Linked DNA regions of Gossypium hirsutum: all the other regions are linked to region 2. Evidence: chromatin contacts called from public Hi-C data. All regions are on one chromosome and are shown on one strand. The core of a region is the stretch at or near the end of the contact, and the rest is flanking DNA. Distances in the headings are between cores, read along the strand shown. Region 1 overlaps LOC107945731. Region 2 holds the start of LOC107945736. Region 3 holds the start of LOC107945744 (probable sodium/metabolite cotransporter BASS4, chloroplastic).

Region 1 (4,416 bases), core at 593-3,092, 280 kb after region 2:
GATTGATTTTAGTGGCAAACAGAATAATCTAATAGCCATGGGTGGCTATGCTACCTTTATTTTTGTCGCTATTGTTATCAGAATCTTTTATATCTTTAGAAGATCTTTTCTTTGTTCAAATTTATTCAACTTTATTCTTCATACTCATGCCACCCTCCCATCGATATAAAGTTAGCCAATAATTTCATCATAAGAAGACTATACAAGATGATGCACATTTTCGTTGAAAGATTTATAATAGCAAAACCATTTCTGGTTCAATTGAATCACTGTAAATTCAAGGGCCATGAGCTGTACAAACGCATTGAGTATCATATATTTAAGTTTAAAAGGGGTTCTTCCTCTTGGGAGGGCTACTTGCATTGGAGCTATCATTTCAAAGCCTTTAATTTTGACCTATAAATATTCAAAAAGAAATTAATGTTTGTAACGAAGATGAATTTAATAAAAAAAATAACGATACTAGCAATTGGATTTATATTTTTAAATTTTAAAAGTGATGAGATTAAATTCTTTAAAATAAAAATAAAGAGATTAAATTCTAAATATAAAAAAAATTGAAACTAATTTATTGGATTATGAATGTAATGGTGAAATATGAGTGTTCTTGATTCTAAAGCTTCACTATTTAATTTTATTAACTTTGTCAGATGTACTGTTTGCAACTAGGCGTTGTGCAACTTTGTTATACATATTTTGGTTTATAATTGAAAGTTTTAGAATATTTTGAGACAAAGTTTAATAAAATGATAAAAATATAAATTTATGAATAAAAAACTAAATATTAACAGTATTTTATAAATAAAACCAGATCTTTTAGGGATTTATTTTTGAAGTCTTTCTTTCATAATATAAAATTCTATGTAAATTTCTTAACTTCTAATGGTTTTATAAAGTCGATTATTACTATAGATTATGTAGAAAAACAAACTGAAAGAACAAAAAAATTACTAAATTTTGTATTGAAATCATTCGGAATCGAAGTTAAGCGGAAAATTTAATCACATAAAAAATCAATCTACACTGAGAAACATCAATAGGAAAACCAAATTTATGACGATTTTCTTTTAAAGCAAATTTATAAATTCATGTGTAGAAGTGAAGGGCACTCCTAAACAGCCCATTTTGATTTACAGACGATAAAAAGAAAAGGCTTGACCACTGCTTTTTTTGGCTATTGGCAAAAACTTAGAAGGAAAATTCCTTAGAATGAACTTTTTCATAAGTTTTAATGTTACGTAAAGTACTATACAAGCTGTAATAGCATGTACAATTAGGTAATGTTTTTGTAATTAGTGTTACAGAAAATATTACTAGTATAATGAATAATGTGTAATATGTAATTGAATGTTGTATAATTGAATAATGTAATTACATAGTATTACAAAAACTGTAACAACTTGTGTAATAAAGAGTTTTTATTTTGTTTGTCACCATGACCCAAAAAAAGAAAAAACAATTTCCCGAATAAAAATCGAACCTCCAACTATAAGAACATGATTAAAAGATACGGTGAACAATCACTACACCTAGATAATGTTATATAATGTTTCTAAAAATGTGTAATTGCATAATTAGATGAATATTACAAATTTGGTAATAAATTGTATTATTAGAGATTATATGAGAAGCATTTAACAGTAAATTTACCATCCAAACTAAATATTAGGGAAACCCAAAGCCCATATAATTCATTACTGGATGGGGAAAAAAATTAGGTGGATGCGTCATGTCTAGAGAGCTTTTAATAAATGATGATCAAACCCCAAGACTTTATGCGTCTTACCAAAGTGGGACACGATAGTGATGGGCAAAGGCAACGAGTGAGCCCACAACCACCACCAGCTCCTTCAAACTAAACACTACATCGCGTCTTCTACCCCCAAATACACCCATCTCTTCATACATGGACAACTCAAAAACCAATGACAAAACTGCTATTCACCACCACTATTGCAGCAAACTTCAATCAAAAATACCAGCGGATATAAAGTTCCATTCCCATACTAATCCAAGCGATGCTACCACAAAAAAATACTGTATGGTTAAGGAAATGCTTGGCTATCGGGTCTGAGAAGCTTTATTTTCCTATCATCACGAAGATGACGAACCATTATTGGTTTGTTTAGCCACATAAATCTGCTTCATCTTTGAAGTGGGGAAGTTCTTGTCTCCACCCATGGATTGGTTCCTTCCTTGGAAACCTGTTCTACGTTGGGTCCATTCACCCGCTCCATTCTTTTGTGAGACCGCATTTCCTCTCTGATGATTATACCAGGAAGAGTTACCATAATGCTGAGGAGAAGCTATATTCTTCTGCTGGGAAGAAGACTGAACAGCCTTAAGAGCAGTATTTGTGCTCTGCCTACTACTTCTAATGCCATCATTCTTGCCAGCATCAGCAACTTTAGTAAGGGACGGGCTTTTAGTATCATGTTGTGCAGAAGCAGCAGGGATGGTGGAGCTAGATGGTTCCACCAACCCTAGTTCATCGGGCAACTGGGTTATGGTTGCATCTGTTGCCACAGGAAATTTCCTAGAGCTGTCAGAGGATGCTGATGTTCGGGAGTCTGAGAACCTATTGCTACTCAATGACTGGTCAACAGGAGGCCCATGGCTGAACTGAGAATGTAGTACACCTTCTGCCTGTTGCTGCAATGGCATTGAAGGTGCAACAGACTGCATAGGTGAAGCCGGAACATGAGACCAACGAGCTTGGACAGACATGTCGGGGGTCGACTGAAAGAAAAAGTTTCAAGATATGCATTAGTCAGATCAGAAGGAAAACAGGAAAGGGAAAAAGGGAGATACAAAAGAGTGCATGCGGGTGATGGCAAAATTGTCAACAGTACCCCCCGCCCCAAAAAAAAAAACAAAATCAAGCATTAAAAGTGCACCTACTCATCAAACCCAGCAATAACATTGACAACTACATCTAATAACATCCATTTAGACCACTCACTTTCCAGTAAACAAATTTATTTGGTAGAGAAGGATAACCACTCCAAAACAGAAAATAGAAAAGACCACCCTGGTTATTATAGATGCTGGAAATTTAATAGCTTTAGATTTGCTCAGAGTTTTACCTGGAAAGGAGAAACATCAAACATAGCGAGCGGGGATGCAACGGGCAGAAGAGGTGACACAGGGCCAGGGGGAAGATGCTGGATTTGAGCAGGTATGTTGCTAGAATTCCCCTGTGATGCTGTCATATTCAAATTGTTCACATCACCTTCACCAATTGCAGAGGAAGGGGGGTTGTGCTTCCAGTCAGGTTGTTTTCCAGATGGGATGTAGGTTGTACCCATGAAACTTAGTCCAAACTGCCCAACTGGAGCAAAATGGTTGTACACAACCATATGTGGTGGACCTTGAACCCCAGGGATACCTCCAGGTGGGGTGATAAAATGGCCGGTGAATCCTGTTGGAGGACCATAGAATGAATCTACTCTGGAATGGCATTGTTGCCAGGTCCCTAAGGGACCTGAAGCAGGTGTGCTATTCTTCTGGGACTGCGATTGGGTAGATGAAGATTCCTCATGAGGTCCTAAGGCAAAAACTGGACCCCCCATCATGGGAATGTCATAGAAGGGGAAGTGCGAAGGAGGGCCTCCAGGAAAATGAGAAATCATCTGGCTTGAAGAACTCTGTGGACTGGCTAATGGAGGCCATAAAGAAATTGGTGGGTTCTCAACAGAAAGATCTGCAGGAAGAGAAACACTGAGAGACTCTTCAGCCTTTGATTGACTTGCTAACTGCTGACCACCATCACCTGCAAGACAGATGACAAAAAGGCAATACGGGTTAACATCCACACAAGCAAAAACACACATGACTCCTACAGTGATGGCAGATCTTACCTGTATTAATAACATCAATGTCTACACCTCCAAAACCTTTATTATCTGAAGCTGACACGATGCAAGTACTCATTCCATTCCCTACAATCTCATCACTAGATATGGCAGCAACAGCAACAGCTGAAGCAGCTGCTTCAGCTTCACAGTCTTCCATATGGACACAAGATTCACTTGCATGTTCCTCTTTTTCGAAGAAAAGGGCGCAATCTTTCTCGGCTGCAGAAAGATTGCAAGGTATTTGAATTTCTGATCGAGATGAACCTGGGAGGCCGATCCCATGTGAAACAGCACGGCTGCTAGGAAGAATAACTGTAGGAGATGTAACTGCTCCTGTATAAAGTGATGATATCCTTCAGATACAGGGCAACAATAATTCTATGAGTCTATATAACATCAGTAGATACACCAACCAAATTGTATTTTCTCCCCGGCTAGCAAAGAATTTATTGGACTTGTAGCATTAGAAAATGACTCGTCCTTCAATAGTATGGATGATGGTGGCGGCATGCTGGGGTCGGTAACCGAGCTATTGCGATCTCCAACGGGAGCACAAGTA
Region 2 (4,383 bases), core at 387-2,886:
ACATTATTTGCCTGCATAGAGTTTATCATAGTACATGCAATGATTAGTCTTGAAAATTTTGAAATTATCAGAGGCATGGTTTAAAGTATGTGAATGGTTGATGGATCAAAAGCATTATATTACATTTTATCGTCTAAACATTAGCCTAGCCTTGAACATGGGTCGTAATAAAATGCTCAGTCGCTTACTTCTGTAATAACTGTTTGTTATTGGGAATTACTTTAAACTTCTCTCATATGTGGTGTGTTTGTCATCCTCTATCCTGCGTTTATTTACTGCATCACCTCTCCTCATTTCTTCTGATTTCTGTGTTCTCGTATTTTCAGCTACGGATGAATGATGTTCCGAAACTGCTTGCTGAATACAAAAAGATTCTACCTGAGCAAAACGCATCTGGCCCGAGAGCTGGATTTGAGGAACAAGTTTTGTGAAAAAGATAAGTTTGATATAAGGCAAACAAAATAGAAATGAATGTTATTAGGGTTTCAAGTTTCATTTCTGTGGATATCACTTCGATTTTATGTTAATGTGACAAGTTTTAACTTGAACAAGATATGTTTTATTAAACCATAAAAATAATAACACATTTAAATATGAATGGTGCATGCTTTAGATTCGTTTGTGTTTAAGATTCTGACGTAAATTATATTATTTATATTTACATGATTGATAGAGGAAAAGAAATTGCGATGCATACTTGTTAATTGGGTTTACTATTCTATCTTAAAATCATAATAGACAAGAATTGTGTGGAACCAGAAACATTTTTCGATATTTGTTTTTTGTTTTTTACAGAAGTATTTGGTCAATGACAATTAGAAAATAAATTCTGTCTTCCCTTTTTAAATGGTAAATTCTAGAAAACAGTTCTTTAGGAGCCTGATTTTCTAAATCAATACTAGTAAATATGATGGAGTAATATATAATCTATAACGTAATTAATAAAATGTTGAATTTAAAATTAACAAACTAACGATCATATGATAATAAATATTGTTCAACACCTAAATAATTCTTTTTATGTGAATGTAAAAAATAATGTTATTGAATAGCCAAATACTATTTTCTCCTTCATGATTGAATTGCCATTGCAAATGGCCGAATGTCATATATATATCAAACGGCCAAAATGTTATTCAAAGGCATTTTGACGGTTGACTGTTAGGAAGTTGATATTCTATTTTCTTTTTCTAAAATTGGTTTACGTCATAAGCAAGGAAGTCAAAATTTATTCTCTTTTTTTTAATATTTTTTTCTTTATCCCATTGCTTAAAGGAAGTTTTCCTGCTTATATTGGTTGACAGCTAAAAGGCAGTTTAACTTTTCTCTGATTCAAAATTCAAACAGTTGCTTAATTATGGTTTACTATTTGGAACGTGGCTCACTCATACATAATGGGCACAATATTTATTGATTAATATAAAGAATCAACAATTTATTTCTCTGCAAATTGCATACAACTAAATCGATCGTAGAACCGGTAAGCACAACTCAATTCATCCTAAAAAAAAATTCAAATTTCGAATTATTCAAATTAAATTAATTAAATCAGTTAATTTTTTTTTCAAATTCGTATAATTTAAATAAATCAAATATTAATTTATATTATTTTAAATTTTAAATTTATATTGTATTAACCCAATTCTTTTACCCTATTCCCCCGGTCGGCAAGCCCCACAATTTTCTCAAAATTTCCCAAATCAAACCCTTAATCCATTCAGACCCCCAAATTCATGCTTCTCCTTCAAAAATTCCTAAATTAAATCCCCCGCTTCTTAAAAAATCTTTATATTAAACCCTTCAATCTTCTTATTCTTCTTCATTTGTTCATTCAAACCTTCTAAATTAAAATCTCTTATCTCCATTCTTCTTCTTCATCAGTTCATCGAACTTTTTTAGGATGGGCAAATCCCTCACAATCTCCGCTCGCTCCGTAAGTGGTGTTCCTTCTGGCCGGCGCCGCTCCGTTCTCTTCAGTCTTATCCTATACTTTTTTGCATCTCCCAGGTTTGTCCCGAGATAACTGTTGCTGTATATATGATTGTGGGATTAAAGTAATCGAGAAAAAAATATTACTGCTGCTACATATTTTAGGTTATAAGTTAATTTTTTTAATATAAAAATATAGCGGTTGTTGTTGCATATATTACTGTGAGATTAAATTAAAATATTACTGCTGCTGCATATTTTTGGGTTATGAGTGTTTTTTTTTAATTTACTATTTAAAACACTATTAATAAAATGCCATCTTAAAAGCAATCATAGCACTCGATTCTATGGTTAATTGGTTATATTGAAACAGGGAAATGGTTTACGTAGTTGGCGTTTGAATTGAATGGAATTGGAAAAATAGAACAACACTTCAATGGAAAGTTCTCATTTGATTTTCTTCTTAGGAACAGAATATAACAGTAAGATATGGAATGTTTTATTTATTTGTTTGATTGATAGAGACATGCAATGTTTCCAGCAACACATCGTTTCAATTCGGCTGACTCAATTGTGTGGAGAATCAAGAATTTGGGTTGGTTTAGTTTTTTTTTTTTTTTGTATTTTTGACTTTTGCTTATATTTTTTTATTATAATCTTATTGTGTTGTTGTTCACTTGGACTCATGTTGTTTACTTGAACTAATGTTATGTTGCTTTTATTTGTGCACTAACAATTTTTCATTTTATGATTATATTTAAAAACTTTAAAGAAAAATATTTTTTTAAAAAATACATTAAAAATAAAAAAATTATTTTTTTAATTTAACTCGAACAAATATATTCGATTTAATTCGATTCAATTCAATTCAAATTTCATCTAACTCGATCTGATTCGAGAAAATTTCAAATCGAGTTAGGATGATAAAATAAGATTCGAAAACTCGATTAACTCGAAAATTTTTCATTCGATTCGATTCGACTGATTGCTCATCCCTATTCATGATATCAAGAGTTGTCTATTAAAAACTATTAGCTATATATAATAGCTAGAAAATTAAAGTAGAGTAAGTATACAACATTCTAGATTCATTTAGTCACATTACAAGTTTCTCATGATCTATTTCAAATCAATAATACAATAAATTTTTTTGTTAAAAAAAACAATAAAATTTTATATTCAAAATTGTGCTTATAAAATATTGTATGATTGTCTTGTTATTTGTATGAGAAATGATTGCTTTATGTTCATCTGCTATAATGTTATATCTGTACAATGAATTTTGATGGATTAGTATGATAAATAGAGAATATATATGATCACCTTTAAACTTGTTCATGTTGTAGTTCTTTGAACGATCACTTTTAAAAGTTGTGAATTCTCTAAGTATCATACCGAAATTGTACGATAGAAGAGTCATTCTTTTTGTCTATATCTTTAATCAAATCTCTTCATTAAGCATGCTCAAAGGTAGTCATATTTTGCTTGTTGTTTGTTGGTTTATGTGTTTGTTTGAGGACAAGCAAAGACTTAAGTGTGGGAGAATTTGATCTGCCATAATTTAATATGGTAAATTACGTTCTTTTCGATACTTAAAAAGCTTGTAATCGAGCATTTTTATGTCATTTTAGTAGCTTTATGAATTATATATTAGTTATACGTAATTAAATAAAACAAGCCTTTTTATGATGTTTATCGACCAATTAGGCCAACTTGAGCCTAATGAAGTTTTAACGAGTTGATGTAGTGGGGCAAGAAACGACTTGAACCAAATAGAAAAAGAGCTAGTGGATTGCCTAGAAAGTCGGGACATGGAGAACATAAAGTCGCAACATTGACGCTACATACACACTTAGAAGGATTTTCGAGCAACATCGACAAGACAAGCAGACCGTTACCAAGGTCACGACATTGGAAGCTAAAGTCACAACATTCAACACTTGAAGTCACGACATCCATGACAGTAGCGAAAGATGAAAGTCAATTACAAGGTTGCAGCAAAGTCACGACATTGAGGAGTAAAGTTGTGATACTCAAGTCCCTCTTCAAAGACTCGAGCAAACTGCCTAGAAAGTCGCAACATTGGACATGTGATGACTCGACATTGAGGCTCGATGGACTTAAAATATGCAAAAGTGTTTCCATCTGCACAATCAATTTTTACTCGTAATTCAGGGCATAGTCGCCCTAATTAGGTCAAACATCATTAGTTCTATAAATGTTAACTCTTAAGCTTAATTAAAAGGAGGCTTTTGAAAATTCATAGTAGCTTAGTAATTAGGCTTTTGAAGATAGAGTAGTTAATCTAACTTAAGGATTGAAATTAGTTAATTGGATCAAATTGAATGAACTTAAAACCCTAGAATTGATGACTTTAGGTAGTAATCTAGGTAAATGAGACCAAAAGGAGATTTTACCTGGAATCAATTCAATTGTCCCATTTAGATTCATCAT
Region 3 (4,346 bases), core at 1,347-3,846, 420 kb before region 2:
ATATTGCTAATTTTAAAAGCCTTAATTCTAATTGTTTTAAGTCCATTATGTAATTAAATGTCACGTGCCAATACTGTGGTTTTGTTAATGGCATTATGGTAATTTAATAATTGATTTAGGTGTTATCTTAGGAGTTACTATCCTTGGTCGATTTTTTTGTTCACATTGAAGGTTTATATATAATTTATACGCAAATTAAGAAAGCCTTATCTACATGGAAGATTGAAGCATAAGTCTTAAGGTTAAAATTAGGATTAGTTTAAGAGTTCTTATTATCCTTGTAATCTAATCTACTACAACTGATTTATCTAAAGAGTTTAAGGGTGGGTTGGATGAACGGTGCATATACTTGCAGTTAGTGTAAAAACATCGGTGGCGGTGAGATTAGATATTATAGCGTGAGACAAAAAGTAAGCTAAACGCACCGCACCATACCGCCCATCCAAACTTACCCTAAGACTTTATTAATCAGTTGGGGTTCTTATTTTTACTACTTTAAATAAGGATGAACCTTGTAAAATTCGACCACATTAATAAGATACATTCCTTGGCTGAATTCCTTTTAATCCTCAAATTTTTTATTTTACTTAGTATAGTTTAAATTCAAGAATTAAATATTTTGAATTTTCCTTAGTTGAGTTTAGTTAGAGGCCTTTACTTTTCACCCTTTAGAGATCTATATAAACCCAAGGGGGCCCAGGTATTTGTACTCAAACTTTTTATAATGAAATTTAAACCGTGAGGATTTTTCTTTTAGACTTTGCTTCGAAATGAATGATGGAAAAGAGTGATGATGGAAAATTTATTAATCAAATAATTAAGAATCATAAATACTTTCTTACTTATAGGTTACCTATTAGATTGAAAAAAATTCCATCTTCACTTTTTTCCATCCTCCATACAAAGGAAAACCTTAATGTTGAGAGTTTCACCTTTGTAACTTTGGAAATTATCTACATCTCAACTCTCTAGTGTGGTGTTTTCAATTTTATATCTAAACTATCCACGTTTCCAAGTGTGAGTTATGACAGGAAGTGGGAGGAAAATAGTGGAAAGGAATTATACAAAAAAAAAAAGTGAACACTTTAGTGCAATAAACAATCCTATTCAAGGACTAAGTTACAATACCCAATTATCAAATGCCGAAAAAGAAAAGCTACTAGTCTATATATACCAAGTACTATTCTAATTGAAAGCTAGGAAAAGAGAGAACGATGGAGCACATTCCCACCACCATCGCATCAGTCACCCAGTTACTTAACTAGCTCACTCCCCTAGTCATCCTAAATATATGAGCCTAACTGAACTAATGCATCTTGAGGCCCAAACAAACAAATAAAGCTGAACAGGTACAAATCATCATTTCTATCAAGTGTTCTATTTTTCATTCGTGAATAAACCCATAATGGTGGAGACACATCAAGTTATCTAGAGGTTGGTTAGGAAACAATCATTGTCATTTCTAGTTACAAATTGATTAAGGGTTACATAGGAAAAAAACAAGTCCTTTTTCTTCTAATTTAAAGGGTCTATTGTAACATGCAGATGCATGTAGTTTTGTTGGCAGAATTTTTGCCTCATGAGTCTAATTATTTTAGTTTCATTTTAGTTAAATGTCCCACCAAAGAAGAACATGTTCTGCTTTATTTTGAGAGGAAATATATTAGCACAAAAGCAGAGCTTTATTCGGATACTTGATGTTTCACTTTAAAGGATATCTTTTTTTCCCCTTTTTGCATACAGAGATGTGCTTCTTAGAAAGTAAGTCATACTGAAAATCAACTAAAATAAGTTCAGGTTTTCTACTCAAAAGTTTCATCATTTAGGGTTAACCCTAAATGCATTTCAAATGACCCATTCTCATTTTTCTCAAAGAGTGAGAAGAATGGATTCAGTCCTAAACACTAACAGAACATTAACTAAAATCCATTCAAAATAAACACACCATAAGAAACTTAAATTAGAAAATCAACAATCTCCCCACTGCGTTCTTCACCTAAAAGAAACATTTTGACCTTATAAAAAACAAAAATACAAGATAAAAAAAAATGACAAATGAAACTACAAGGATAGTTTAAAGAAAAATCAAAGCACTATCATTGCCAATGAATAGAAATTTCATTACCTAGGGGAAGAAAATTATTGGAGGCAAAATTCATTAAAGGTTTTGTCCAATTTAATCCATTAGCCAAATCTGAACCATGTATCTGCGATTCAATTCAAATTTCGTAAGCTGCAAAAGGTTAAAACGTCAAAAAAAAAAGTGAAATTAGAAGCTTAATTTCTAAGGGAACCTCATCGGACGGTTTACGGGAAATGATAAGTGTTGAAATGGAACGGCGAGGAGGATTGATTCTGAGGGAACGGCTGAAGAGACAGCAAGTTTTCCGGCAAGGAAACGGGCTGGTGACGATGGACGGAGGCGTCAAAATTAGGGATTGGATGGTTCCCGCCATAGACCTCTCAAACAATATCGAGAAATGATGGTCCTGAACTCTCCAATCCAGTGTCCAGTGGACAACAGTAATTTATCTGAAAATAAATATGTCATAACTGCATTTCTCACCCTCACCGTTTACAATATTTATCATTTTGGACCTTTTCCTAGCAAACAAACCGTTCAACTTTTTATTTAAATCAAATTGGTCAACATTTGATCAAAAACTTGATATGGCCTTTAAAGGATTCAAATTTAGATGATTCAATGTTTCATGCGGTTGAAAAGTATTTTTAAAAGATATGTAAGGATTGGTTGGGGAATAGAATGGGACTGTAATAGAATAAAACTGTAATGTAATAGAGTTGTAATGAAATAGAACTGTAATTAATAATTTAGTTGTTTCGTTGAATGGAATAGAATAGAACTGTAATAGGATTATTGTATTTGGTTGAGGCATTTGTTTCACTGAAAATGGCTTCCGAAAAATAATTTCTGGAAAATGACATACTTTTTTGGAAAACTAATATTTTCTGGTGTTTGGATGAATCTGTGTAAAATATTTTCTTTTGTTTGACAGGTTCTTTAAAAATATTTCATAAAGTCGTTTTCAATTAAACAAACATACATTTGAGATTTTTTTTATTTTTTTATTGTTTAATTGAGTTTATTTTATATCTATAATTTTATATTTTACATTGTTTTTACATATATTAACAATATTTTGTTAAATTTAGGTTCATTGCAACGATTATTTTTTAGTTACATGACTACCAACTGAGTATTTTTTATTTAAAAATGTGACTTTAACAAAATTGACAAAAAAAATCAACAATGTCAGCAATTGAACTTGATTCTCAAATCTGAAAAGTAGAGGGACTAAATTCTTGAAAACAAAAGTACAGAAACTAAATTGCAAATTTGTAAAGAGTATATAGACTTATGAGATATTTTAACATTTATACTACAAAATATTTATTATTAATATATTTATAATTGTAATAAATATTTAGTATTAAAATATTAATATTGATATTTTCAATAATATGTGAATAATATTATTTAAAATTATTATTTTTTAAAATTTACTATTAAAATAAAATTTAAATATTAAATAATTTATTAAAAATAATAAATTATATTAATATAATTAATATAATTTATTATATGAATAAATATAAATAATAAATATGTATGCTTAATAATATTAAAAATATAATATTTTATATTAATATTTTACATATTTTTAAAAATAAAAATAAAATTTATTATCAATGTAATAATATTAAAGTTGATTTAAGTTAATTTTTATATAAAAATAAAATTATCTATTGATGGGTTATTTTTCAAAAAATTACTTAAATTTTTCAAAAGAGTAAGGCGCTGTTCTCCTCTGCTTTTCAGACGAACTTTTGCAATAAAAAAAATTTTTCTCTTAAAAGCAAAGAAGAACGGACATCCTTTCAGAACTATTTTCACCATCTAAAAAGTGCTTTTTGGCTGATGAAGAAGTTAAAAATTTCAACTTTTCTTCAGCCAAAAGTTCGTTTGGCTGCCATTTTAACCTGTCTTCTCCCCAAAAAAAGTTTCTTTTCTCTGGTTCTTTGGAGCTCTATACCCATTTTTTTCACATTTTCACTTTCAAAGTTCTTTGTTCAGGTCCTTTGTTCCTCTTTCGCCGGTGAGTTTCTTTTCTTCTTCTTCTCTTTAATTATTTTCTCAGGTTCTGATTGTTTGATTTTTACAGGAATTTTACAGAAATTAATTGACTAATTACTTTGAAAATTAATTAGGGAAAATTTTGGCTTACTGCTTTGCTTTACTGCTTCTTTTGCTTTACTGCTTGTGCCTTACTGCATTACTTCTTTTGCTTTACTGCTTTCGATTAGAATCAGGGAAATTTCTGGCT

The links. Hi-C and Micro-C count contacts between places; a contact is called where the count stands out from the background.
Region 1: a contact with region 2 is called in a Hi-C map of leaf, with 3 times the contacts expected there. The contact joins the enhancer-like site here to the promoter of LOC107945736 in region 2. A contact is called at or near these places in 3 of 34 Hi-C or Micro-C datasets (hypocotyl and leaf).
Region 3: a Hi-C map of leaf shows a contact between it and region 2, with 1.6 times the contacts expected there. The contact joins the promoter of LOC107945744 here to the promoter of LOC107945736 in region 2. A contact is called at or near these places in 6 of 34 Hi-C or Micro-C datasets (anther, leaf and petal).

The regions. Positions count from the first base shown.
Region 1 is chrD12:31,510,502-31,514,917 of Gossypium_hirsutum_v2.1, reverse strand. It overlaps LOC107945731, which reads right to left. Exons shown (of 7, transcript XM_041107921.1): 4 at 4,271-4,416; 5 at 3,861-4,190; 6 at 3,087-3,772; 7 at 1,509-2,739. The coding sequence ends at 2,095. Among protein-coding and RNA genes, the nearest start is that of LOC107945731, 9.0 kb to the right of the region's middle. Within about 2 kb of position 1,842, at least 6 of the 9 cell types and tissues checked have an H3K27ac peak or open chromatin away from gene starts, as enhancers often do. A contact at or near this core is called in hypocotyl and leaf, where this site is marked.
Region 2 is chrD12:31,792,486-31,796,868 of Gossypium_hirsutum_v2.1, reverse strand. It overlaps LOC107945736, which reads left to right and starts at 1,636. Exons shown (of 3, transcript XM_016879841.2): 1 at 1,636-2,007; 2 at 2,452-2,524; 3 at 3,677-4,188. The coding sequence starts at 1,901. The coding sequence ends at 4,099. LOC107945737 (protein GLUTELIN PRECURSOR ACCUMULATION 3) reads left to right here. Exons shown (of 15, transcript XR_005922082.1): 15 at 327-594.
Region 3 is chrD12:32,210,481-32,214,826 of Gossypium_hirsutum_v2.1, reverse strand. It overlaps LOC107945744 (probable sodium/metabolite cotransporter BASS4, chloroplastic), which reads right to left and starts at 2,596. Exons shown (of 14, transcript XM_016879850.2): 1 at 2,295-2,596; 2 at 2,126-2,207. The coding sequence starts at 2,456. It overlaps LOC107945743 (a long non-coding RNA gene), which reads left to right and starts at 3,824. Exons shown (of 7, transcript XR_005922121.1): 1 at 3,824-4,118.